Linked DNA regions of Triticum aestivum: region 2 is linked to region 1. The links are chromatin contacts, called in public Hi-C maps. All regions are on one chromosome and are shown on one strand. The core of a region is the stretch at or near the end of the contact, and the rest is flanking DNA. Distances in the headings are between cores, read along the strand shown.

Region 1 (6,599 bases), core at 160-2,659:
AAATCCCAACAAGGGCTACCAAAATCAGGAACACAAATTAACTAGAATGCATGGCCGTTGATACCAAAGAGGATTTAAGACTGTAAAGCAGTTTTATGGATATTCTGTCAAATTTCTAGTGTACCAAATCAATCTAATTCTGCCTGGTTTTTCATTAACACACTGTTGCTAACATTCACAAGATCACCTCAGAGTTTCATAATTTGAGCACCATAGAGAATCAAAACAACAAATATTGGCTGTAAGTTAAGCCATGGATACGTAATTGTGTCATGCACTTCATAAATTCGCACCTTTTCAAGAGCTCGGGCATGTTTCATGTCCAGCTGAAGCCCATCATTTATAACTGACTTGTATAGCACCACCAAGTTGCGGTTATTCTTCACAATGGCCTCGGCGACCTCTATGGCCTTACTCAGCACCTGACTATCTTCCACAATGTGGTTAGCAAGCCCCCACTTCTCAGCCATTTCAGCAGTGACAGGCATGCAAGCAAGTGACACTTGTCGTGCTCTGTTTGGCCCGATGAGACGAGAGAGCTTCTGTGAAAGACCCCAAGAAGGAAATATCCCAAACCTACATCAGATTGGACAAAGGCTGATTAGAAGACAACAAGCAAAGCGCACAGATGAAACGGCAATGGCATGAGCAGGGTTTGTAAGTTGTAGGACAGTGCAGACACGCCCAATTTCAGGTAGTACAAACATATGTGTTGAACACTAGCAACTCGAATGTATAAAATTTCCCCATACTGAATTGCAGGAGTACAAAATATTTGCAGCAAATCTTGTGTTTCATTTGCTCTGCCCACACAAGAATTTCACTAGCATGGATATATTGAGTTCGAGTGAGATTTTCCAGCTCAACTAGTAGTACGAAGTTTTAATTACCGTCTACTGAGAAACTGAACAGATTGAGGACCAGCCAAGTTGGATTTACTTCCGTGCAGAAATGAGATGAAGAAGCGTGTGAGGAGAGGTAGCTCACTTGGCGTGGGTGTCGAGGAACTTGGCGGAGCGGCCAGCGACGAGGAGATCGCAGGCGAGTGCGATCTCGAAGCCCGCGGTGACCGCGAACCCGGCGACGGCGCCGACGATGGGCTTCCGGCAGAGCTCCATCTGGGCGACGGGGTTAGCGGCGGGGTCGTTGACGTCGCCCTTGAAGACCTCCTCCGCCGCCGTGAGGTCCACCCCTGCGCAGAAGGAGCGGCCGCGGCCCGCGAGCACCACCGCGGCCACGCCGTCGTCGGCGTCCAGCCGCCGGAACGCCGAGGCCAGGGAGATCATCATCGAGCGCGTCAGCGCGTTCAGCGCATCGGGGCGGTTGATGGTCACCACGGCGACCTTGGACCCCGGCCTCGCCGGCTCGACCAGGATGAGGTCGCCGGAGTCCGGCGAAGTGGCCCCCATCAAGCTGGGCGGGTGAAATCGGGCTAGCGTCTCGATTTGGTTGAGCGATCGTAGCTTGGGACCGTGTGCTTGTGCAAGCGACCTTTTGACTTTTGAGAACTGCTCTAAATTGCGAAGTGCTGCACCGAACTGAAGACTCAGGGCGGTTCTGATAAATACTAGTGCTACTTGGATGTTTTTGTTTTCTCCGGAAAAAAGGACTGATAAGGTTTTTTTTCCTAAAAAAAAGGAAAAAAAGGACTGATAAGGTTGGTGGCGTGGCATGTGTCAGTTACGTGCCGTGCGTATGGTTTCGCTTCTACTCTGATTTCTTTCCCTCAAAACAAAACAAAAAGAACTGCAATTTCGGTTTGGTTGGAAACGCCGGCGTCACAGCCTAAACCGCACGTCTTCATCGGATCACAATTTGTCGCACGCGATCGATTATCCATTGAGCTCGACAATACTGCAATCATCAACGGCTACGGCTTCGTTTTTTCTTCTTCTTTTTATTAGTAGAAGTAGACAGACACACCTCGCAGATGAAGCGTGGCTAGAATGGGGTAGGCAAACTGAACAAATAGGACCGAGACCTTCCAAGACAGCGCGCGGTCAGGCTGCTATCTTCTACCTAGCTCTGAGATACAGTAAGCACTATACGATTGGTTCCAAGCTAAGCATCGTCGAAGAGCAGCTGGCGCACGTTGACAGGTGAGATGTCCGCCGGGTCGCCGTCGAGGATGCGGCTGGCTATGAGCACGTTGGCGGCGTCGCTGGGGTGGTACGCGTCCCAGAACACGTACTTGGACCTGTCCGCGCAGTAGCTCGACGTGGGTCCGCAGGGCGCCAGCCCGCCGAACCGCCCGCCCACGTAGCAGCACGCCGAGTCCGCCACCTCGAACCCTACACACAGACAATCAACCCAACGCCGAGTCACATATATAAACACCCTTGTTTCTCCATCTGATCATTCTTGATGACTTGATGTCATATGGGCTATATTATGGTACCGTGCGACTTATAGTTGGCGATGATGTCGGAGACGATGCGGTAGACGTCGGCGTAGACGAAGCGCGAGCCGCCGAGGCCGGCGCCCAGCTCGGTCACCACGGCGCGCAGCTTGCGGTTGAAGGACTGGGCCAGCTGGTTCGGGAACTCGGCGCACGCCCCGGCCCCGGCCCCGGCCCCGGTCGCCATGATGTCCCTCAGGTACGGGATGCAGCCGATCGGCCCCACGTTCACCACCACGATCTTCCGGGCGTCCAGAAGGTACAGCCTCTGCGCCCAATGCGACTATGTAAGCAAACTCTAATTAATTGATCACGACCAACTGAAGCTGTTGACGTGATCATGCATGCATGCGACGAACGAGCTAATAAGGCTGGGAATGGGATGGCATGCACGTACGATGAGCTGCTGCCGGTACTTGGCGATCATGCCGTTGATGAAGGCCTCCGGCGGCGTCACGGCGCGCTCCGGCACGGACAGGACGGGGACGAGGTAGTTGTTGATGAAGTCGTTGGAGCCCATGGTCACCGAGAAGAGCGCGCCCCTCAGCCGGCTCACCGCTGCCACCTCCCCGCGCTGTGTCATCAAGTCGCGCCGGTTCTTGGCGTAGTTGTCAATCTGCGCATCCAGGTTTATACGCCCACCCTGCCCAAATTTCACGATTTACCACTCGATAAAAGACCTTGCGTTTTGTTGTACTTGAGCGCTCAAGGGGAAAAAATCATCTAAGACGCGATTATCCTTCCGGAATCGTCGTTTCACAAAAGAGAGATTACTGCCGGAACTGAAAATTTACATCAACTATGAAATGTGCTGCGACATGGATTAACTACAAGTCTCTATTACTAGATCACGCACAAGGCAAGCTATCGGAGAAGGCCTCATGCGGAAGCAATGATCGCAGCTTACGCGGGGCATGTTGATGAAAAGCGGAAACAAGAAGGATCTCGACACAAAAAGCGAGCAGTTTAGTAGTAAGTATACTGACGAAGATGCTCCCGGTCTGGTTGAGTATGCCGCCGCCGCCGGACGCGTAGTTGACGCCTCTGAACAGGACGTCGCCGGTGGTGTTTGGGTCCATGTAGGGCGGCACAAACCCTCCCAGCCCCATCTCTTGCCCTGAAATCGTGCCAAAGTTTTTTCTTTAATAAATAGAGAAGAGAGGCAGCGTGACAGTAAAATTCAGATGCGAAATGTTTATCACCTAGTATGTCGACGATGGTCCGGCCGTTGGTGTACCGGCCGGTGGGCTGGTGGCCGTCGAAATCGATGCCGTTGGGGGCATAATTCGCCCGGGACAGCGTGGCGATGTAGTTATTGTTGCCGGCGTCGACGAGCGAGTCGCCGAAGACGAATGTTGCCGGCGGAACAGCAGCGGTGCCGGCAAACAGCGCGCCGATGCACGCCAGTAGAGTAAAACGGGATGCCATGCCTGATTGCAGCTCGTGTGAGGGGCTCATCCGTGAGCGAGCAATGTCACGCTAGGACTAGGAGCGGGAAAATGTCAAAAAATCCTACGGCAGCAGTACTGAAGGCAATGTTGCAATTGAGGATGGCGAGGGGAGATAACCGTTGCTTGCCTTTTTATATACTACTCCGCTGAGAGGCATAATCCGATGGAGTACATGAATGAATGAGAGAGTGGAGACGAACCGACAAAACCGTGATCAAGCGAAATGGCACGATTAGTGACTTGGAGTGCCAATTAGGCCGCAAATGACAAATCCAATCCCACGGACGAGGTTTGAAACCGAGAAGAAAGGGCAAGAAACACGAATAAACAAGGAGAGAAGATTTGTGTGGCCTCTGAAGGCTTTCGCACATATAAAAAACTCACATGGCATTGTTTTTGCATGAACCTTTGCATCTTGGCAATGAATGGCTGCTCGTTTATCAAGCCTCCGCGGCTACCCGTGAAACTTTTGCCGCCGGAGAGGGAGACGAGTCCGTGCCGCACCGTATTTTGGGCAGGGTTCAGCGAATATCATGAGATTAGATCTTTGCAGTTGCAGTGGCGTGTCGTCAATCAATTCTAGTCCTATGTGCATTCATTTTTCTCAGGACACAGGCTGCAGCTGCATTTACCTCTACCCTCGGAACTCAAATCTTGAGAGATCGCTGCCACGGTATTCACTGCATCGTCACGGCATGAGGCTTGATTGGTCCCGTCTCGTGATTTCACACGAGATGCGCCGCGATAAATCGATTGTAAGAGCATGGTTAATAGTATAGCCGGCTGCTGGCTATAAGCCAGTGCCATGTCATATACAGCCCATCTTATAGCTAAGATATACAATAGTAGATAAAAAAAGTGTACTACTTTTTTATTATACGGCCCACCTTTCATTCTCATAAAGTGCCTAGGAGCACGTGCTAGAGCTGGTTCTTCACGAAGAGCCCGCTTATCTTCTCTCCCCTTTTTTCTTTCTTGCAACTAAGCAGAAATATACTAGTTTATTCCTTATAGCCCGCTGACTAAGCTCTATTGTACTTGCTCTAAAGCTGGTTGGCAGGAAAGTTTCGTCTGTTGTCGAGGATTTTTTTTGTTTTTTTCCTCTCAAAGGGTTGAGAAGTCGATGCACGATTGCAGACGTCGTATGCCAAACCAAGCAAGAAGCATCGAGGTTGGCCTGTCAGAGGGTCAATCGCAGGTGAACATGCATCGTTTGGTGCAGGCAATCCAATTCAGAGGGCAAGTGGTGTTTTCCCTTTTTGGGTTATGTATTTTCCCCTTTTTTTTAAAAAAGAAAGGGGTTTCCCCCCTGCCCCATTTTATATAATGAAGCAGAAAACGGCCAGTACATCCAGTTCAGACGACCACACATCAGAGAAAGGCCTAACTACCTCCTACAGCCAACATGAAGGAAAGCAGAAGTTCTCTCACCACCAGGTAGATCCTAATACATATCCAGCTTTGTTTACAGAGCCAAAATGAGAACAAGAAAAACGAGCCAGCATATATGATCTTTTTTCGCTGAACTGAAACACTTGTCTTCATCTTTTCTCACTGGTCCCTTTTGTTCATCTCCATGCAATTCGAAGTAGCTCTCCACGTCGCTTGTCCAACAGGAGGATGCAGCGCTGCAGCAGTGTCGCTTGTGCACCGTCGCAAAGAACTTTTCATTGATGTAGATAACAACTTAGCTTGGCAAGAATGCATTCCACATATCGCCATTTGCGCCCCTGAAAACAGAACTCATTTCTCAGTCTCCACAAGCTCCACAAGGATGGAGATATCACCAAATTCAACACTGCATTTTTCTTATGTCCAGAAAGCAAAGATAACTTCAAAACTAGAAGTCCTCTCAATCTCAAAGAATTCAGAGATAAACTCCCACACTTGATGAGCCACAACACAATCAAATAAAAGATGTTGGACAAATTCATTTTCAGCACAAAATAAACAAGAGGGGTCATCCACCTGCCTCCTTTTTGCTAAGTTGTCCCTAGTAAGAATCTTGTTATAAACACACAGGCAAAGAAAGACATGGATCTTCTGTGGGCGCAGAATCTTCCACATTTTGTCACCGATAGCAGAAGCTATCCCACCAAAGTTAATCCGTGTATAAACGATTTGACCGAGTAGAAACCATTAGGTTCTAGAGACCAGATTGGTGTATCTACTCCATCTAGCAGAGGGTATTGTTTAATCAATGTAATTAACTCCTCCCAGAGATCCATACCCGCCTGATCAACACATCTTCTAAACGTCATTTTCATATCACTACCGTCCCACACTTGGGCAACGGTGCATTCAGTCTGGTTACATATCTTAAATAAGTTCCAGAATTGCACCTTAAGGGAACAATCCCCTGCCCACGTGTCATGCCAGAAACTGATGAGTTCACCATTTCCTAATTTCCACCTGTAAAAGGTTTTGGCCGCAGACAAGGCCCAGATGACACTCTTCCAGAAGGTAGAGCCCACCTTACCTTTTGCCCAGAGGAGATTAGGAGAATTCACTCTGTATTTATGTAAAATTATTTTCTTCCAACCTGTTTTAGAGTTATCCAAATATCTTTTTCCCCATGAAGCTAGCAAGGCCATATTAAATTCTTTTATGTTGGGGATCCCTAACCCCCCAAATTCTTTCTTCCTAGTAATCAACCCCCAGTTGGCCAAATGGTATTTGTGTTGATCACCCAAATTCCCCCACAAGAAGTGGGCCATTTGAGAATTGATAGCATCGATCACCCATTTTGG
Region 2 (6,060 bases), core at 3,418-5,917, 280 kb before region 1:
ATATTTGTGCCCCTGTTGCAATGCATGGGCAATTATCTAGCCTACATAAAATATATGATATCTCAGTTATTCATCACTGATTTTTTCTATAACTAACATGAGCTATTACTGGGAGCAGAAATTCGATTCATATATAATGTTTTATGAATAACAGAAATTTTCAGTAAATACCTGATATCAGGAGCTATTACGTGCTCAATGGTGGTTGAAATTAAACCTGCAAGCTGCCCAACAAAAATATCTTGTGTTGAACTGGCACTTGGAGCAGCAAGTCCTCTTGGGAAGATTATATTTGACAGCCGCGGCATTGACCTATAACTAACACTGCCTTCTTCACTTTCTATTTTCCCATATGTACAAGGGCCTGCTGACAGATCTATTACAACAAATCTGCAAGGAGCAGCAAGTTGTCATTTAGAGGATTCATTACTTAGCTGCAATCTGTTAAACTATTCTAGGGCATGATAAAAGACAATAGCTCTAACATGTACTCCCTCCATCCCAAAGTGTCGCTGATTTAGTAAAGCTGTACTAAATCAGCGACACTTATTTTGGGACGGAGGGAGTAACAGTTAATAGTACAGCATGACACTCTTTCTATTAAACGATTTTAGGGCATGATAAAATAAAATAGCTCTACCATGTAACAGTTAATACTACAGCATGAAACTCTTAAGTCTTGGCGGAAAAAAATTATGCACATAAAATAATCTATGATATGTAATTCAACGAGTCATGGTAACCAGAGTACAAACTTCTGTTTTTGTTTAACCCTTGACCCTGCTAGTACATCAGAGACCAATTATTTCCTGGCCTAGTCGTTGTATCAGTTTTTTTCTCTTTGTATATATTCCGTAAGTGGTGTTCCTTCATATCCCATAATCACTCCTGTATGCTTACCTCCAAAGTAGCATATAGTTAATCCAAATTTCAGTTAGTTTACAAATACCTGGTCAAGTTGGGGTCACCTAAAATGATGGGAAATGGACGATTCCTGCCAGGATTTGCAGCCCTGATAGCTAGCTTACTAACAACCAAGCAACAAGAAAAAAGTGAATATGATTTATCTTTTTAAGTGAAGCTCAGTAAATGTCGGGGCCTCCCCTACAGTTTCCATTAAGAAAAAGTGATGCTGAGTAAAGATGGTCTGGCATTATTTCCACTACAAAGCACATCCTTGACCCTTTGGGCAAACTACCTCCTTTGGAAAACGGATGTCAGGTTCAGTAGGGTGCTATTTTTTGACTGAAAGATCCAATAGGGCCTTTTACAGCTTAGTTGTTTTCAAAAACAGAAAACAAGGGGATAAAACTTTTTGTAATCCCCGCTACTTGGGCAGAAAGATCATTGCCATTAAAAACTAACGTGCTACAATATAGGGTGCACTTTAATCCATCAAGACAAGCCTTTGACAATGATTAGTAAGTTAATATGTAGTTTATGTGATGCAGAATAAAAGTTATAAATAAATATATATTGTTGAAAATAAATCTAGTGACAATAATCTCATGTCACATAAACCACATACTAACGAAGCAATTGTTGGTCAAAACCTTGTCTTAAAAAGACAAAATATGCCTTATATCTTGGAATGGAAGGTGTACACATTAAGGAAGAAAGTGACAGCACATAAATCTAATGGTATAAATAACGAAACAGAAAGGATCGTGAAAACAAAAAAGGAATCATCTGGCAGGACAAGTGCAATGCAATGAAGCAGCAAGTAGAATAGGAATATTGGTTTGGACACTTCATATCGCTCTTGCAATCATGTACTGGGTGAAGGGGTTGTCACATTTAGTGAGTTAAAAATGTAAATTCTTGACCGTCAAGGTTTCTTGCAAGTCGTAACGAAAAAATAGTGTAATAACTATTACCTTCCAGAACTCAGCCAAACTTGAGTTGCTCCACCTCCATTGTACCGGTAACGGTAGATGTAATCCGCTTCTTGCTTTTTTAGCTCTTGTTCTGTCAGTCCATTAATTTTACTATACATTAAACTGTCAAGATCAACTCCTTTGTTCCGAGGATCCGTTCTGGCCTGCCAAGGAATAGCTTTGTCAATGTTGATTACTATTCTCCAAGTATAATTGTATAAGATACAAGGATGGACATTGAATCCCATGTTTTCTTTCTGGACAGTTCACTAATGATTGCTGGGCTCTTATCAATATCTTTTGGGAGTCCTTTTGCATATTTTCCTATTGTTACAGAAGGCTAAGGATGCTGCCTGAGCATGACTATCTTTATCTTAAATGTTGTTCGAGGTGCTGATAACCATTGGCTGCTGGCATATATAATTACAAATAAACGATATATTTTATAATATCCATCAAACAAATTGAGATGGATAAATCGTTCGACCTGAATCTGTTAGAACTTGTGAAAATGTGAGGGTAATGTTCTTCTAAGCAAAGTGAATATAGTTCAGGATGAAAGTCATGAAACTCCCACTTGTTGAATCAACTTATTTTCCTTTGTAATACCTTCTGTGCAGTCTCCTTTATATTTCAGCAGGGTCCCCTACATTCTAAAAGAATAATTGTATGCATATTTTGTCTCTGGCCAGTTTACTAAGGATTGTTGGGCTCTTATCAATGTCTTTTGGGACTCATCTATGCATATGCTCCAATTTTTAGAGAAGGCTAAGGATGTTGCACGAGCATGACTATCTCTATCTAAAATACTGTTCAAAGTTTTGATAACCGCAGATTACCTGCATATGTAGTTACAAAGAAACACATTAATTATTTATTATACCATCAAACAAATTTAGATGGAGGAAATTGTTTGGCTTGGATCTATTAAAAGTGAGAGTGTGTTTTTTTTAAGGACAGTGAGTATAATTCACATTCAGAATGCAACTCCCACTGGTTACCTTCTTTTCCTTTATCTTCTTATGTATTATCTTTTGTATAATAACTTTTAAATAATTTCAGTAGGGTTCTTCTCTTCTGTTTCCCTCAAATAGTAATAGGAAAATAAACAACCAGAAGAATTAGGCTGTTTACTCAATATTCCCAAAAGACTACAAGTCTACACACGAATAATAGCTATAATTTGCATGCAGGTGGGAAAGGAGTTAGAAAAGCATTTTATATAGAACAATATATAAGTGTACGTACCTTATCAAAATTAACAACAAATATAGCAACAGGTACAGGCCTATCCATTTCAGTTGCAGAGCGACCAGGCTCCATATCAAAAATAAATGAGTATAGCCTCTCGAATATAGGTTCTACTACAGTTGCTTCTACCTCAAAGAGAGGGAATTCCCTACCATATTCACTCTGTGGGGGACAAAATAATTAGTGTCATGTCTTGTGTCAATCAAGATCAGAACAGCGTTTAAAGATACTTTTATAGGGAAATAACATATTTCTACCTCTCTCGCAGTTCCTGCAGAAACCATAGCCTCCTTCAGTGACTTCTCAAGCGAAATAAGCTCTGGTTGTCCAGCCTAATGAAGCAATAATTTCAGTAATATCACTGGATGAAAACAAGACCTCCATTGTGGCGAAAAATAATCTACATGACCATCGTAAATGAAGCCTTACCGCTATGACATTATACATGATATGGTGCTCAATATCAATTGGCTCCCCTGTCTCGAAACAAGAGGGCCTATGGAGTGGAAAGCTCATCTTTAGGAATTGCTCAAGCTTGTGCCCATCCAAAGGGTATCTATATCCTCCATCACCATTGAAACCAATCAGAACAACGTTAACCTCGAGGGGCACTTGAAATGGAACCTGCAAAATTCCCCAAATGTGTTTATAGAAGTTCAATCTTAATAAGGTAACACCACACATGTTTTGGAACACACAGAGATTTGAGCAGAGAAATAGGGAATGATTACAGATACATCACTACTGTTTGCTCAGTTCTCCTGGTTATACGAGCACCAGTATGACCATGGCAACCGATTAACTAATGTCAGGCTCAATTTAATCTACGGTGCCCCAAGTCCCAGGCATAATTCATAACGCGAACCCATGTGAACACTCTCACACATCTTCGCAGCCAGAGTCTACATGTATATATTAAAAGTTCAAAATTGGGAAATTTTGACACGTCCCACAATAAAAATTGCTCTCGATGTCACTGACGGAGAGAACCGAAATCCGGTGGCAGGCGCGGATCCCATACACGCGGGAGTAGTATTCACCGCACCGCCAACCGAGATCGGATCCATTCGAGCTCAATTACTCTGCGCAGATCGCGTCTGCAGAGGCCACGCGCGAGGGGGATCGGAGAGGTTTAGCGAGGGAGTGGCGAGAGGGGGGGGGGGGGGGGGGGGGGCAGTGGAGTACCTCTGCGCGGGTGTGGAGCATGCGGCGAACGTCGGCGCGGACGCTTTCCTCGACGTCGTGGAAGGCGCCGTGGTGCCAGTGCTCGTGCCCGGGGTCCCGACGGAACGCCTCTCGCCGCGCCGCTGCCGACGCGGCGGCGGTGACTGCGAGGAGGAAGAGGATGCGGAGGAGGAGGGGAGGCGCCATGGGAGGCGGGGAAAGAGAAGCGCGGGAAACCGCCTGGACTGGGGGAGCTTCGCCGTGGCCGGCTACGAGGCAGTAGTGGGCAGGCGGAGGAGGGGGCAGAGCGGTCGGCGGCACCACACGGTCCACGGCGAGTGCATGCGGGCGTTTCCTCTCTCGGCTAGGCCGTCGTCGCTTTGAGATTAGTGGTGTTTGACTTGTGTGGACTCGGGGGGATCGATGGATCAAAAAATCTGTTTTTCTTTTCGAAAAACTACTAGGCTTTATTCATTAAGAGGTATAAATACAGGTATTAGAGCATGGTTAATAGTATAGCCAACTATTCCATCCGTTCCTAAATATTTGTCTTTTTAGAGATTTCAACAAGTGACTACATACGAAGTAAAATGAGTGAATCTACACTCAAATATGTCTATATACATCCATATGTGCTGGTTCATTTGAATCTCAAAAAGACAAATATTTAGGAACAGATGGAGTATATGATATTGCCATGTCATATATAATCACTGACGGAGTCCTAGATTAGGGGATACTCGGCATGTCCGTTGCGTGACCTATGGGTTGGGCCGAGGACCCCCCCCCCCCCAAGCTTATCATCGGTGGGCTTCGCTCATCTGGGCCAGGAACATCGGGAAGGAATGGCGTGAAGACTTACGTATACTCCAAGAGTAGAGATAGTCCTCGGCACGATTGCCCTTTAAATGCAATCGACATTATGTAAACCCTAGATACCCCGGTGTCTATATAAACCAAGGTGTTAGGGCCTTCGAGGGACAGATTCACATCCGATTTCGTGGTACATCACCTATACTTTGCACCTCAGCCGCAATCAATAGAACAAAGCAGGACATATGGTTTTACCTCTTCGAGAGGGTCCGAGCCTAGGTAAACATCATGTCCCTTGTGTCCTTGTTACCATCTAGCCAAGCCTACCAGATTGGGGGGCCCTACCCGAGATCCGTCGGACTTAGCTCCGACATTGGTGACCCATACAAGTCCCTCTAGGAAATCGAAACGGCTCGATGGCTCGCAGATTGACGACAGCGTCGGTTGTGGTATGGCTTTCTTCTCGGGACAACTCTTTGTCTTTGGCAGCATTACTCTTTATGCAGATTAGACTGGTCACCTCGGTCAGATCGAAAATTACGCTCCAGGCCATATCATCAAATTTAGGAACCTCAAGTACGCCATAGATTCCCGCGGCGCTATCGCGTTTTCGGGCTGGGTGTCAGACCAAGCTAAGGACTGCCCTGACGCCTCCATCCAGATCTCGGATTCAATCTCGGATCAGGACCATAACATGGATCACACCTCGGGCCTGGCTTTGAGCTCGGAGCCGAGTACTACATCAACGGGTCAGGCATCTATCTTGACCAACGAAGACCCTGAGGCCATGTTAGATCGAACCTCAAGTAAACTTTAGTTGAGCCCCACTTTTGATCGGGATATGGGCGAGGCAGACAAGGCACTTCTGAACAACGTTAAATCGGATTCAGAGCCTGGTCATCTCGGACGACTGGACCTTGTTGTATGATCAGGTCTGGGAAAACCAGGGAAGGCT

The links. A called contact is a pair of places that touch in the nucleus more often than the background predicts.
Region 2: a contact with region 1 is called in a Hi-C map of leaf, with 3 times the contacts expected there. The contact joins the promoter of LOC123092351 here to the promoter of LOC123092350 in region 1. A contact is called at or near these places in 2 of 5 Hi-C or Micro-C datasets (both in leaf).

What each region holds. Positions count from the first base shown.
Region 1 is chr4B:399,589,522-399,596,120 of IWGSC CS RefSeq v2.1, reverse strand. LOC123092350 (probable enoyl-CoA hydratase 1, peroxisomal) reads right to left here and starts at 1,409. Exons shown (of 3, transcript XM_044514117.1): 1 at 988-1,409; 2 at 294-576. The coding sequence starts at 1,409. LOC123092349 (GDSL esterase/lipase At4g16230) reads right to left here and starts at 4,335. Exons shown (of 7, transcript XM_044514116.1): 1 at 3,601-4,335; 2 at 3,385-3,515; 3 at 2,796-3,041; 4 at 2,399-2,666; 5 at 988-2,291; 6 at 294-576. The coding sequence starts at 3,856. The coding sequence ends at 2,062. It overlaps LOC123092348 (a long non-coding RNA gene), which reads right to left. Exons shown (of 3, transcript XR_006444486.1): 3 at 5,128-5,579.
Region 2 is chr4B:399,870,073-399,876,132 of IWGSC CS RefSeq v2.1, reverse strand. LOC123092351 reads right to left here and starts at 4,667. Exons shown (of 16, transcript XM_044514118.1): 1 at 4,314-4,667; 2 at 3,558-3,752; 3 at 3,386-3,460; 4 at 3,126-3,290; 5 at 1,878-2,041; 6 at 172-390. The coding sequence starts at 4,499.